2 separate regions of the Zea mays genome follow, and region 2 is linked to region 1. A link is a contact called in public Hi-C data. All regions are on one chromosome and are shown on one strand. The core of a region is the stretch at or near the end of the contact, and the rest is flanking DNA. Distances in the headings are between cores, read along the strand shown.

The links. Hi-C and Micro-C count contacts between places; a contact is called where the count stands out from the background.
Region 2: a contact with region 1 is called in a Hi-C map of leaf, with 3 times the contacts expected there. The contact joins the promoter of LOC103635404 here to the enhancer-like site in region 1. A contact is called at or near these places in 2 of 25 Hi-C or Micro-C datasets (both in leaf).

The regions. Positions count from the first base shown.
Region 1 is chr8:76,731,349-76,736,986 of Zm-B73-REFERENCE-NAM-5.0, reverse strand. It overlaps the pseudogene LOC103637028. Among protein-coding and RNA genes, the nearest start is that of LOC100383493, 160 kb to the right of the region's middle. Within about 2 kb of position 3,661, at least 17 of the 20 cell types and tissues checked have an H3K27ac peak or open chromatin away from gene starts, as enhancers often do. A contact at or near this core is called in leaf, where this site is marked.
Region 2 is chr8:77,162,629-77,168,407 of Zm-B73-REFERENCE-NAM-5.0, reverse strand. LOC103635404 (calcium-dependent protein kinase 1) reads left to right here and starts at 1,250. Exons shown (of 8, transcript XM_008657859.3): 1 at 1,250-2,215; 2 at 2,566-2,709; 3 at 2,838-2,990; 4 at 3,142-3,257; 5 at 3,360-3,527; 6 at 3,829-3,956; 7 at 4,040-4,139; 8 at 4,559-4,999. The coding sequence starts at 1,492. The coding sequence ends at 4,645. It overlaps LOC103635403 (probable protein ABIL4), which reads right to left. Exons shown (of 9, transcript XM_008657858.4): 8 at 5,696-5,779; 9 at 5,195-5,570. The coding sequence ends at 5,415.

The sequences.
Region 1 (5,638 bases), core at 2,412-4,911:
CGGTATGGGTAAAAAGCCTGCTTACGGGATGCGTCAGTGTCCCTGTGCTGGGTGACATTGGGATTCCTTTGCTGAGGATATCGAGGTCAGAACCCTGCTCGGGCGAGTCGGAAGTCTTCTCGAGGCGATGATCGAGCTTTTTCTGACGTGTGCCATAGTTGGCAGAGTGGTCGCCTACGGGATTCTCGACGGAGCAGGTAGCCGAGGCCGAGCTGGAGCGAGGCAGAGACAGCATCCGAGGGCGAGCCCAGCGTCGGGCGAGACAGAGATTGCACCTGAGGGCGAGTCTCGCGTCGGGCGTGGTGGAGTTTGGCGCCTGAGGATCGGTTTGTTTTTCTGTCGTATTAGGTGTCCCATTGGGGGAGATGTCATGTGATGTACGTGCATAGTGGCGCGACCGTAATCATGTTGTTGTGCCTGGATGCAACTGTTGTCTTGTTGCCATTGTGCTCCTGTGCAGGGTAGGTGTGCGCATTAAATGCGAGTGTCCTCTGCTGGCCTTTGGATGTGTCTTATCCTCTCTGCTTGAGACTGGCTTAGGCGAGATGTATGGGGCGATTGTAGAACGAGGTGACCTCGGGCGAGGCAGAAATTGGAGGCGGAGCTGTGAGAGGCTTGGGCATGACGAAGATTTGCCAGAGGGGGAAGACCCTCTAGGAGGAGTTTCAGTCATGACGACATCTATGGGGAAGACCCAGGCTGTAGACCTATGGTGAGGAGGTGACTTGGCCTCTTATCTTCGGGGGTTACGTATCAACCTTTCCTGAGCGCATTTTTAGGGGTTTAATCTAGGTACCCCTAATTATCACACCCAACAGATTGCTTCTTGGAAGACTTTGAAACCGGGTCTCATCATCATATACATAAATATCAGGACCATCACCTATTATAAAGCTATGTGATGCACAACAAGCCAAAACTATTTTCACTTGAGTTTTCAAAGGGAAGAATGGTTGACTTGTTAGTATCTTAAATCTATTTTTAAGTGTGCCAAATGCCCGTTCAACTGTTGTTCTAAGAGATGAGTGACAGAGGTTAAACAATTGCTTTGCATTTTTTGGTCGTCTAGTACCCTAAAACTTCTTAAGATGGTACCAAATACCACGGTACGGGGTAGTATGCTAGGTCTTGCTGCATAACCAGCATCAGCTAGAAAGTAATGACCTACAATTGGATTTTACTATAATTAGCTATGCATTTGAAAGCAAAAATTTGGTATATATTTATGACTTTACCAATACCTTCAAGAATTTTTAAGCCCCAAGGGTGTCACAGAGTGTCTTGGAGCACGAAAGAATCATGACTTCATGAGCTGATCCTTCCCATCCTGCCCACGCATACGTAAACCTAAGATCAAAGTCCACCGCAGTTAATACATTCTGTGTTGGGTAGTGTTTTCTACCCCTGAACCTATCTTGTATATATATAGGAACCCATGTTGGTACATGTGTGCCATCAAGTGCTCTAATACATGTCTAACAACAATGAAAAAACATAATTTTATTAGTACATGTTAAAGGGTGATATAAGGATGGATTCAATTATATATATATCTTACCTCAGAATATGGATGAAACCTTCCCGAGCTATTAGAAATCTTTGGATGAGTCTCTATGGATCTCATGGTAAATGAGGTCACGTGATAGGACACATAGAGCATCTAAAACAACATTAAACTACCTACTAACTGTCTCTCTGTCTCTCTAGACCGCAATAATTCAAAACAAACAGATCTATATCTATGCATCAATGGCCAACAAATTTCATAAACATGGCTACCCGTTCTTCAATTGAGACATTGATAGAGTCCACTAAAAGTCCATGGGTCCTTAAATGACCACATAAACTGTGAAAAACAAATTTACGCATACGCAACTCACTAATGCAGTTGGCTTCGGTCCCATGGTACAAACGGTTAACCGCCTTTCCCTTTCCAAATCTCTTTGTAACAGAGAACATATTTGGTGCGTTTCTTATTCAATATATTCAGTTGCAACTTATACCACAATAAAACAATCGTATGGTAATGAAAACAAACACCCTTCTCTCTATGAACTAATGATTATAGTTATTGCAATACTCAATGACGCCCATCTTCCTCCTGGACCTCAAGATCTACAGGCAGTGGATGTCCGGGACCGGCGGCTGTCCAAGGTGGCCACCCCGACCAACCACCTCGTTGTGGTGGGCAACTTCTTGGGCACGCTGCTGGGCGCCAAGATGGGGCTCCGCGAGGTGCCCATCTTCTTCTTCGCCGTCGGGGTGATGCACTACCTGGTGCTGTTCGTGACGCTGTACCAGAGGCTCCCCACCAACGCGTAGCTTCCCAGGGGAGCTCCACCCGGTCTTCATCCTCTTCATCGCCGCGCCTAGCATCGCGTCCGTCGGCTGGGCAAGGCTGTGCGGCGACTTCAACTACGTGGCCAAGATCTTCTACTTCACATCCCTCTTCCTCTACATGTCGCTGGTGGTGCGCCTCAACCTGTTCCGAGGCGTCCGCTTCTCGCTGGCATATGGTGGGCGTACACGTTCCCGATGACGAGCGTGGCCATCGCGACGGCCGTGTACGCGTCTGCGGTGACCAACGTACTCACCCGGGCGCTGGCCGTGGGGCTGTCCGGGGTGGCCACCGTCACCGTCGCTGGCGTGCTGGTGACCACCATGTACCGCGCGTTCGTGCGCAAGGACCTGTTCCCCAACGACGTGTATGTCCATCGCCTGTTGGGAATAGTCCCACATTGTGTGGTGAGAGTGTGATAGCATGGTTTATAAGGTTAAGGGCGCAACCCTCTGACAGGCTAGCTTTTTGGGGGAGTGTTGGCCCAAGAGACCTAAAGCCCGCTGCTATACGTGCGGGCGCGTGTGTCGCGGCCCGACAGCCTGGGTGGGCGCGCCGTGTGTGCGGGCGGCCCCGACGGACACGCCGTGTGTCGGCAGTCCGGTTCCAACAATTGGTATCAGAGCCAGGTTGGCCCAGTGCATTCTCAGACAAATCTCGGCTCACAATGTGTGAGGGGGAGATTGTTGGGAATAGTCCCACATTGTGTGGTGAGAGTGTGATAGCATGGTTTATAAGGTTAAGGGCGCAACCCTCTGACAGGCTAGCTTTTTGGGGGAGTGTTGGCCCAAGAGACCTAAAGCCCGCTGCTATACGTGCGGGCGCGTGTGTCGCGGCCCGACAACCTGGGTGGCCGCGCCGTGTGTGCGGGCGGCCCGGACGGACACGCCGTGTGTCGGCGGTCCGGTTCCAACATCGCCGTCACGCAGCGGCCCAGGGCGAAGTTCGGCAAGATCCTCGCGCACCTCCGCGCCTCCGGCGATGGCGTCAAGGACCTCGTCTTTGCCGTCTCCAGACTCCAGGCACGGCGGAGCCTCCTCCGTATCAGACGACGCTAGCGATCCGCCGTCGCAGCAGAGAGCCGTAGCTAGGGCAGCACACCACACCACACCACACCCGCCGATCTCCAGACAGTCGTTATCATCATGGCTGCCTGACGAATACAAGTAGCCCTTGGATTTTGCATCCGTGCTGGTGCAAACCAATGGTAGTGTCAGTGGCCCAATAAGCAATCGAACCAAAACCAATGGTAGTGCTAGTGCCATGAAGAGGCCCGGCCGGCCCGATTTCATCCGTGGTGGGTGGGCCTCCATCCCAATAATCATGCCCGTGCATGCATGGCATGGAAGGAGGACGAGAGAGGTAGGTAGCACGTGCACCAGCCAGCACACGACCTAAAACCTAAACGTCACATTTTTTATGTTGTGAATTGTGATTGGGTGGAGGATGCATGTCGAGGCTGGTAAATTGTGCACCACTCACTCCATCGTGGCATGCCGCAGTGAGTCAGAAGCTTAGCTTGTGCAGTGGCCCTAGAGTGAGAGCGCGACACGCACGTACAGTGCAGTGCACTGCCCCTCCATCTCTTTTCAAACGTCGCACAGATTTTGGTGCTCCCAGAGATATTGTCAGCAAAGTTACATGTGGTGAAGTGTGGTTGATGCACTGTCAGTTGGTAAGCAATAGTCCTATCACTTCCAGATTATTTTAAACTAGCACAATGCTCCAAATGACCGGTCACCTCTCTATTCACTACCGGAATTCGGCTCTTTAGCGAGTGCCAAATATTTTACCGAGTGTTCTTTTCGGACACTCTGTTAGAAAGTTAGGCATTTTTAGTTTTAATTTAATCCAGAAAAACAGTGCGATATATGTGATGACATGTATGTGCATGTGTGTATAACTACTCGCATAAGCAGTAAACAGCAATGAAACATGCACAAATACGAAGAACAGAGTGTACCCAGCGGAGGGACCGATGCTCAAGGCATCAGTGGCTCCATTCACACGAGACATCTCGTGTGTTTGTTCGATGTAGCCGTACGAAGTCGGTGCAGGAAGATGTACGCTGTGCAGTCCCTCGAACGGTCGCCGGGAAGAAGAACAGCAGCACGCGTCAACTCGGGAAGGCGACGAACAGCAAGCTGTGAACGAAGCAGCTGGACAAACAGGTCACGCGAGCAGTCGCGAAGACGCTCCCCAAAAATCTGATCGCCCGCACACCCGTGCAAGTGTATCTCTGCGGTCGGTGATTTCGGAGGCCTGCTCTCCCACTCTCTCTGTGCTCGCAGAAGATGGGACGGGAATGTGTTGTTTGCAATTCGCGTGAGATAATTCGCATAACTGGAAGAGCCCTCCCTCTCTATTCTTATAGGCGGTCAGAAGGAGGGAGAAGAACAACGGACAGAAACGGTCGCGCATTAGAACTAGAAACTGACGACAGTAACTGACGTCCGTTACTAGCCATAAGACAGGAAACAGACGGTTATCATGACGGTCATCGCTCCAGGCAAAATGCGAAACCGTTTGAAAGGAATATTCGGACCAAGGTCCGATCTACAGCCACGAGCCGGCGGCGGCGGCGGCGCGCGCGCGCGTGTGGCAGTCCTTCATCCTTTTCTCAACTTCTCAATAGATGCACCAATGGTCCACCTATTTAAGTTGATTGATTTGTCCTTTGAACTTCCAATATGGTACTAAATAATTAGTACACCATAGCATTAAAGTGGGCCATTAGCATTGACTATTATTGAATATTAATTTGGGCCAAGCCCACATTAATCCAACAATCCCCACCAAATGCTAAGTCACACAAAAAAGCTCTCATCATCTCAAACGTTTGATATACTGGTGTTTCGATGGAGACTATTAAGTTGAACATCCACCTAGAACTTAGACTACACTTGACCACAACTGCACAATGGACTAGGCCTTGAATTGGCAGTTTTGCGTGGAATGAGTTTCATCTAAACTCTTTACCAGTACTAGATTGCTAAACGCATCCCCTCTGGTTGGAGCATATAAGTCAAACTCCATAGCCTTTCATGGGTATCTAGAAACCACCCAGATCTCATAAACTGTGACTAGCAGTTAACCCATATAGGTATGTTCCTCTAAAGATGTTCTGTAGGACAACATCTTTGCTTCACAAAGCCACTTGGAACATATTAAGGTGTAAACACCAACCTACCTTACAGTAAGGAAAGATATGCATCTGAAATGAGCCTTATTAAGGGTCTTTCCTCTCAGTCTACCACTAGCTTGTTTCACCATTCTAATTCACGGGATCTCCGATCACAT
Region 2 (5,779 bases), core at 1-2,500, 430 kb before region 1:
CCTAGAACTGTAGAGGGTTTTTTGAAGCTAGTGGAACTTTGTAAAGGCCTCGTAGTGTTACCCTACCTCGCTTTCTTGGTAGAGGTGTATGGGAAGTCGTGATCCCTTGGCAGATGGGTAACATGACTTGTGGGTAAAGATGCGCAACATCTGCAAGTGTAAAACTGGTATATCAGCCATGCTCACGGTCATGAGCGGCTCGAACACTCACATGATTAATTTATGAAATTAAATTCAATTTGTCATTTGCATCGCATTGTGGTTTATTATTAGTTTGATCTATTATTACTCTGGTTTGGTATTTACTTACATTTAGTAAATGCTAATAAAACTTGACTAACTTATTAAAAGCAATGCTCAGCTTTAAACCCTTATTTGTCGGTTAGCCTTACAGTTCACATGAACTCCCACCTTTGGTGAGTTCATGCACATTATTCCCCACAACTTGTTGAGCTATGATCTTTTGTGAGCTCACTCTTGCGATATATAAACCCTCCATAGGTGAAGAGCATGTGGACCAAGAGGAGCCGCCCTATACGGAGGAGTACGAGTTGATCTAGGTGGCGTCTCCGTGTCAGCTTGATGGCGACAAGGAATAACTATTTAGTTCGTCTTATTGTTATCATTTATTTTTGTAAGACTTCCGCTATGTAATAATAATACTTGTGGCATTTATCTCTATATACTTTGTCATTATATGTGATGTTCTTCTTTGACGTACATATGAGACACACTCGTCTTTATCTCTTAAATTCAGGTGTGGCATAAAAGTACAAAGGGATATAGCCCTATTCATACCTATGCATTCACTGTTTTGGACTGAACTTACTTTATGATTATAGATGTTGAGATGAATATTAAAAATGTCAAGCCAAAATAAAGAGGGTATAAAAAAACTATGAATTGCCTTGACCATATCGATGTGGATTCATATAAATAAAATCATGTGAATTAAATTAAACCTTGATTGATCTTAACATTCATGTAAAGAAAATATTCAATTAAGGATCATATTGAATAAATGTTTTTTAATATATGCTTATTATGTTGTGATTTGAGTATGGTGATAAGATAAATATAGCAAAAAAAAAAAGGCTTTGAGGGATTAAGTGACGAGGCAGAGCAGTATGAACTCTATAAAGATTGGCGCCATCAAACACGTTAGTTAAAAAACTCTACCAAAATAATTAGTTTTAAATTTTGTTTTAAAAAATAGAAATAAAAAAACCCACCGCGTTCGTGCGTCCGTGGAGAGGGACGGAGACCAGTCGCCCGCCGACCCGTGCGTCTCCACTCGTCCACGCGCAAATCCCCTTCCCACCCCCTGACCAGACCAAAGGCAGTAGCAACTAGCAATGCAGCTTCCTCCTCGTCTTCCTCCTCCACCTCAGCTGCTCATGCTCCTCCCAGTCCCCTCCTCCTGCCCCCAATCCTCTTCCGCCCCTCCCTCGGGCCTCTTCCCCATCTCCTGATCACACTCGCTCGCGCGCCATGGGCGGCCGCGCCTCCCGCCACCGCGCGCAGCCGCACGACCAGTCTTCTCACCCTCCTCCTCGGCCGCCGCCCAAGCAGCAGCAGGGCCAGCAGCACCCCAACAACCGCCCCAACAAGCCCAAGCAGCAGCAGCAGCCCCCACCTCCACGTCCTCCGCCGCCACACCAGGCTCCCCCCGCCGCCTCCCCCGCCGCCCCGGGCGCGGCCACCGTCGGCCGCGTGCTGGGCCGGCCGATGGAGGACGTGCGCGCGTCCTACACGTTCGGCCGGGAGCTGGGCCGGGGCCAGTTCGGCGTCACCTACCTGGCCACGCACAAGCCCACCGGCCGCCGGTACGCGTGCAAGTCCATCGCGACGCGGAAGCTCGCGCACAGCGACGACGTCGACGACGTCCGCCGGGAGGTGCAGATCATGCACCACCTCACGGGCCACCGCAGCATCGTCGAGCTCCGGGGCGCCTACGAGGACCGCCACTCCGTCAACCTCGTCATGGAGCTGTGCGAGGGTGGGGAGCTCTTCGACCGCATCATCGCGAGGGGGCACTACTCCGAGCGTGCCGCCGCCGCCCTCTGCAGGGAGATCGTCTCCGTCGTCCACAGCTGCCACTCCATGGGGGTCATGCATCGGGACCTCAAGCCCGAAAACTTCCTCTTCCTTAACAAGAGGGAGGACTCGCCGCTCAAGGCCACGGATTTCGGACTCTCCGTCTTCTTCAAGCCCGGTACCTAACCTATCTATTCCCTTTTGCTCTTCAGTCTTCACTACTACTACTATTCACCGTTTTGGAAATCCATCAGTCTCGGATGCCCATTCGATTTCAGTCCTACTCGCTATGTATGATTCTGCTTCGATTCCATAGACAGACGCTCATCCTCTTCCTTATCCTCATGTGGGAATCCAGCAGATACCAAGAGGAGGAAACTTTGCTGTTTGATTGACTCGTGCTTTAACTAGAGTCTAGAGGAGGAATGATTGTTGTTTGATTTGGTCTCAGCGATTCAGCTCCCACTCATCTGTACTGTGTCCAACTCAACTGAAACTGAAAACGATCGATGATCGATTGCAATGCAGGCGAGCAGTTCAGGGATCTTGTCGGCAGCGCTTACTACGTCGCCCCAGAGGTGCTCAAGCGGCGATACGGAGCTGAGGCAGACATATGGAGTGCCGGAGTTATCCTCTACATCCTGCTATCCGGCGTCCCTCCTTTCTGGGCCGGTACGTTTCTCTGCTCCCTGTTGCATAAACCAGCCAGCCAGCCACATCTTGATGCCAATGCCATTATCCCCTTACTAACATGCCACCGATGCTCTGTCTTCTTTCTCCCCTGGTTTTGGTTTTACCAGAGAACGAGGATGGCATATTTGATGCTGTTTTGCGAGGTCATATTGACTTCGCATCTGATCCCTGGCCTTCCATATCGAATAGCGCAAAAGATTTGGTCAAGAAGATGCTGCGCCAAGACCCCAAGGAGCGGCTTACTGCTGCTGAAATTTTGAGTAAGTGTTCGCTACCTCTATCGCCAAACTCGGTGCACTGCCGATTTATCTTCTTCTGTATAAAAGCTTTTTTATGCTCTCTTTGCAAAACGAGCTTTCATTCTTGCTCTGTTTGCATATAGTGCCTCAATCTAATACATTAAGCACACAGACCATCCATGGATTAGAGAGGATGGAGAGGCCCCAGACAAGCCACTAGACATAACAGTAATAAGCAGAATGAAGCAGTTCCGGGCCATGAACAAGCTTAAGAAGGTTGCCTTGAAGGTAAATGGAGCTTATGGGTTTTTGTTACTGTTTCTCTCTTTTTTAGCACTCTGGTCCTTAATTAAACACGATACATGTTAACATCGCCTCTGCTACAATCAGGTTGTTGCTGAGAACTTGTCAGAGGAAGAGATCGTGGGCTTGAAGGAAATGTTCAAATCCCTGGATACTGACAACAGTGGGACAATAACGCTGGAAGAATTGAGAGCTGGTTTACCAAAGCTCGGCACCAAAATCTCTGAATCAGAAATAAGGCAGTTGATGGAAGCAGTAAGCTCTTATCTTGTAGCCATATTGCCTTAAATTGTAATGCTTCCGCTATTCACATAATGTGATGCAACTACCTGTTATGTGAAAATGCCAGTGGTGCACAAGAGGGTTGTAGTTGATGTGCTCTTAATTGATAAGGGAGGAAATAAAATATATGATATGACTTTAGTCGGTATGATGACGTTCTGTGAAGTTGAACCTTTCACATTCTAATAGTTTGACAGATCCAGCGCTTTTCGTTCCAGCTCTTGTTCATTATCTTCAGAACCATTCTTGTTAACTGTTTTCCATTCATGAACAGGCTGATGTTGATGGGAATGGCACCATTGATTATGTTGAATTTATATCAGCAACAATGCACATGAATAGACTAGAGAAGGAGGATCATATATTTAAAGCATTCGAGTATTTTGACAAGGATCATAGCGGGTAATTTCACTCCGAACTCCACCTTTTCGTTACTTTTCACCTTTAACATTAACTTTGTTTGTCGCTTGTACATTCATGTACAGGCACATTACAGTTGATGAGTTGGAAGAAGCTTTGAAGAAGTATGATATGGGCGATGAGGCAACAGTTAAAGAAATTATTGCTGAAGTAGACACAGATCACGTGAGTAATTCCAAGATTCAAAATAATCTCACTTGTTGTTGTTTCATACAAAAGCACTTATCACCGTTTTGATCTTGTAGACTTTTGGCACGTTCAAGGAGATTTCGTTTTAAAAAAAACTGGTGTTTTTTAATGCAATAAAGTAACAAAATTTATTTAAAAACCAATAACAAGCTCCTTGAGTCTGAACAGTGGTTCAACTTGTTTAACTAGTAATCAAGGAAATCACTGTCTTCACTGACATTTCCTGGTTAGCTAAACCATCATGTTATTGGGTCTTCGCTTAACTGTTTGAAGTTTGAACCATACGGCTCACATTGATAAGAAAAGACTCATGACGAGTGAATTAATTGTGATGTTTGGTATTTAAATTTACATGAATTGCTAAGTGTTATATGTCCTTTGGTTTTACTACTTAGGATGGGAGAATCAACTACCAGGAGTTTGTTGCCATGATGAAGAATAATAGCCCCGAGATTGTTCCAAATCGGAGGCGCATGTTTTAAGGCTCATCTCCTACATTTAATTGGAAAAAAGAAAGACTTCTAAGATATATTTTTCCGCGGTCAGAGGGGAGAGCAACTGATACTCGAAAGTGGGATTCAGCCTGGGCATATGTGCAATGATATTACAGACTTTGGACAAGTCATCAGTCATGGGTGATTGCCTTTGTGTTGCTTCCATTTTCGACCATCTCATCCTACGATCTTTCCAAGTTATCTTTAATGAGGTGTGTCGTGTGGTCTATGTTTCCTGCCTCTGGATCTTTTATGTAAGAGAAACGGACTTGTAAAACAGTTCCAAATTATCATATACCAGGCGAAAAGTAATGCGATGTGCCTTGTGATCCTCTTTTTTTTCTTTTCTCTTTGGTCAGCGGATCATTTAATGTCGATGCTTTCTCCAACTGACAGGAGCAAATCGTAATCGCCCACTGCCCCCTTTTCAAGAACGGAACACATGACTCCTGTGTACATGCCAAAACCTCTTGGACAGTGAGCAGGTTTGAAACGAGCCCTTCCAGAACAGGAAAAAAAACAACAACTCTGAAAGGCTATTTCCAAGATGCATTTATTTATGCTGAATGCCAAGATGAGATTATGCGAAATCATTACATTTCGGTCACCTGCAAGATGTCATATTCTGAAATGAAATACGGCTACAGACTCTGCCCCAACACATAACGATAGGCCAGATGTACAATTAACAGGCTTCCGGTCCTCCACAGAATGAAATTTACAGTGCTGTCGCCGCCCCCCACCCGGCCCCCGCTCGTCAGCGAACTGCGATCCTTTTCGCCTTGGACGATTTGTGTCTGATGAAGAGAGCCGCCAGCATGCTTTTAGTGCCAACAGGGGCCTTTTGGATCGCACGACCTTTGGGGTTGTCGAAGGAATGGAATGTTGAAAGTTCCTTTACACCAGATATGTTCTGAAGAAAATGTATGTCGTATTAATCTACAAGTAAAATAAACAAATCGCAAAGCATGCACAATGACACCTTTTTTTTTAAAAAAAAAGAGGGAGAGAGACAGATCGTGTCATATTCAAGCTTACCTTAGCGCCAACCTTCTGCGTAGTATCAGAACTGGTGCTCCTGTTGAACTGCAGCGGCCTGCGCATAGGAGAAGCAGACCGCTC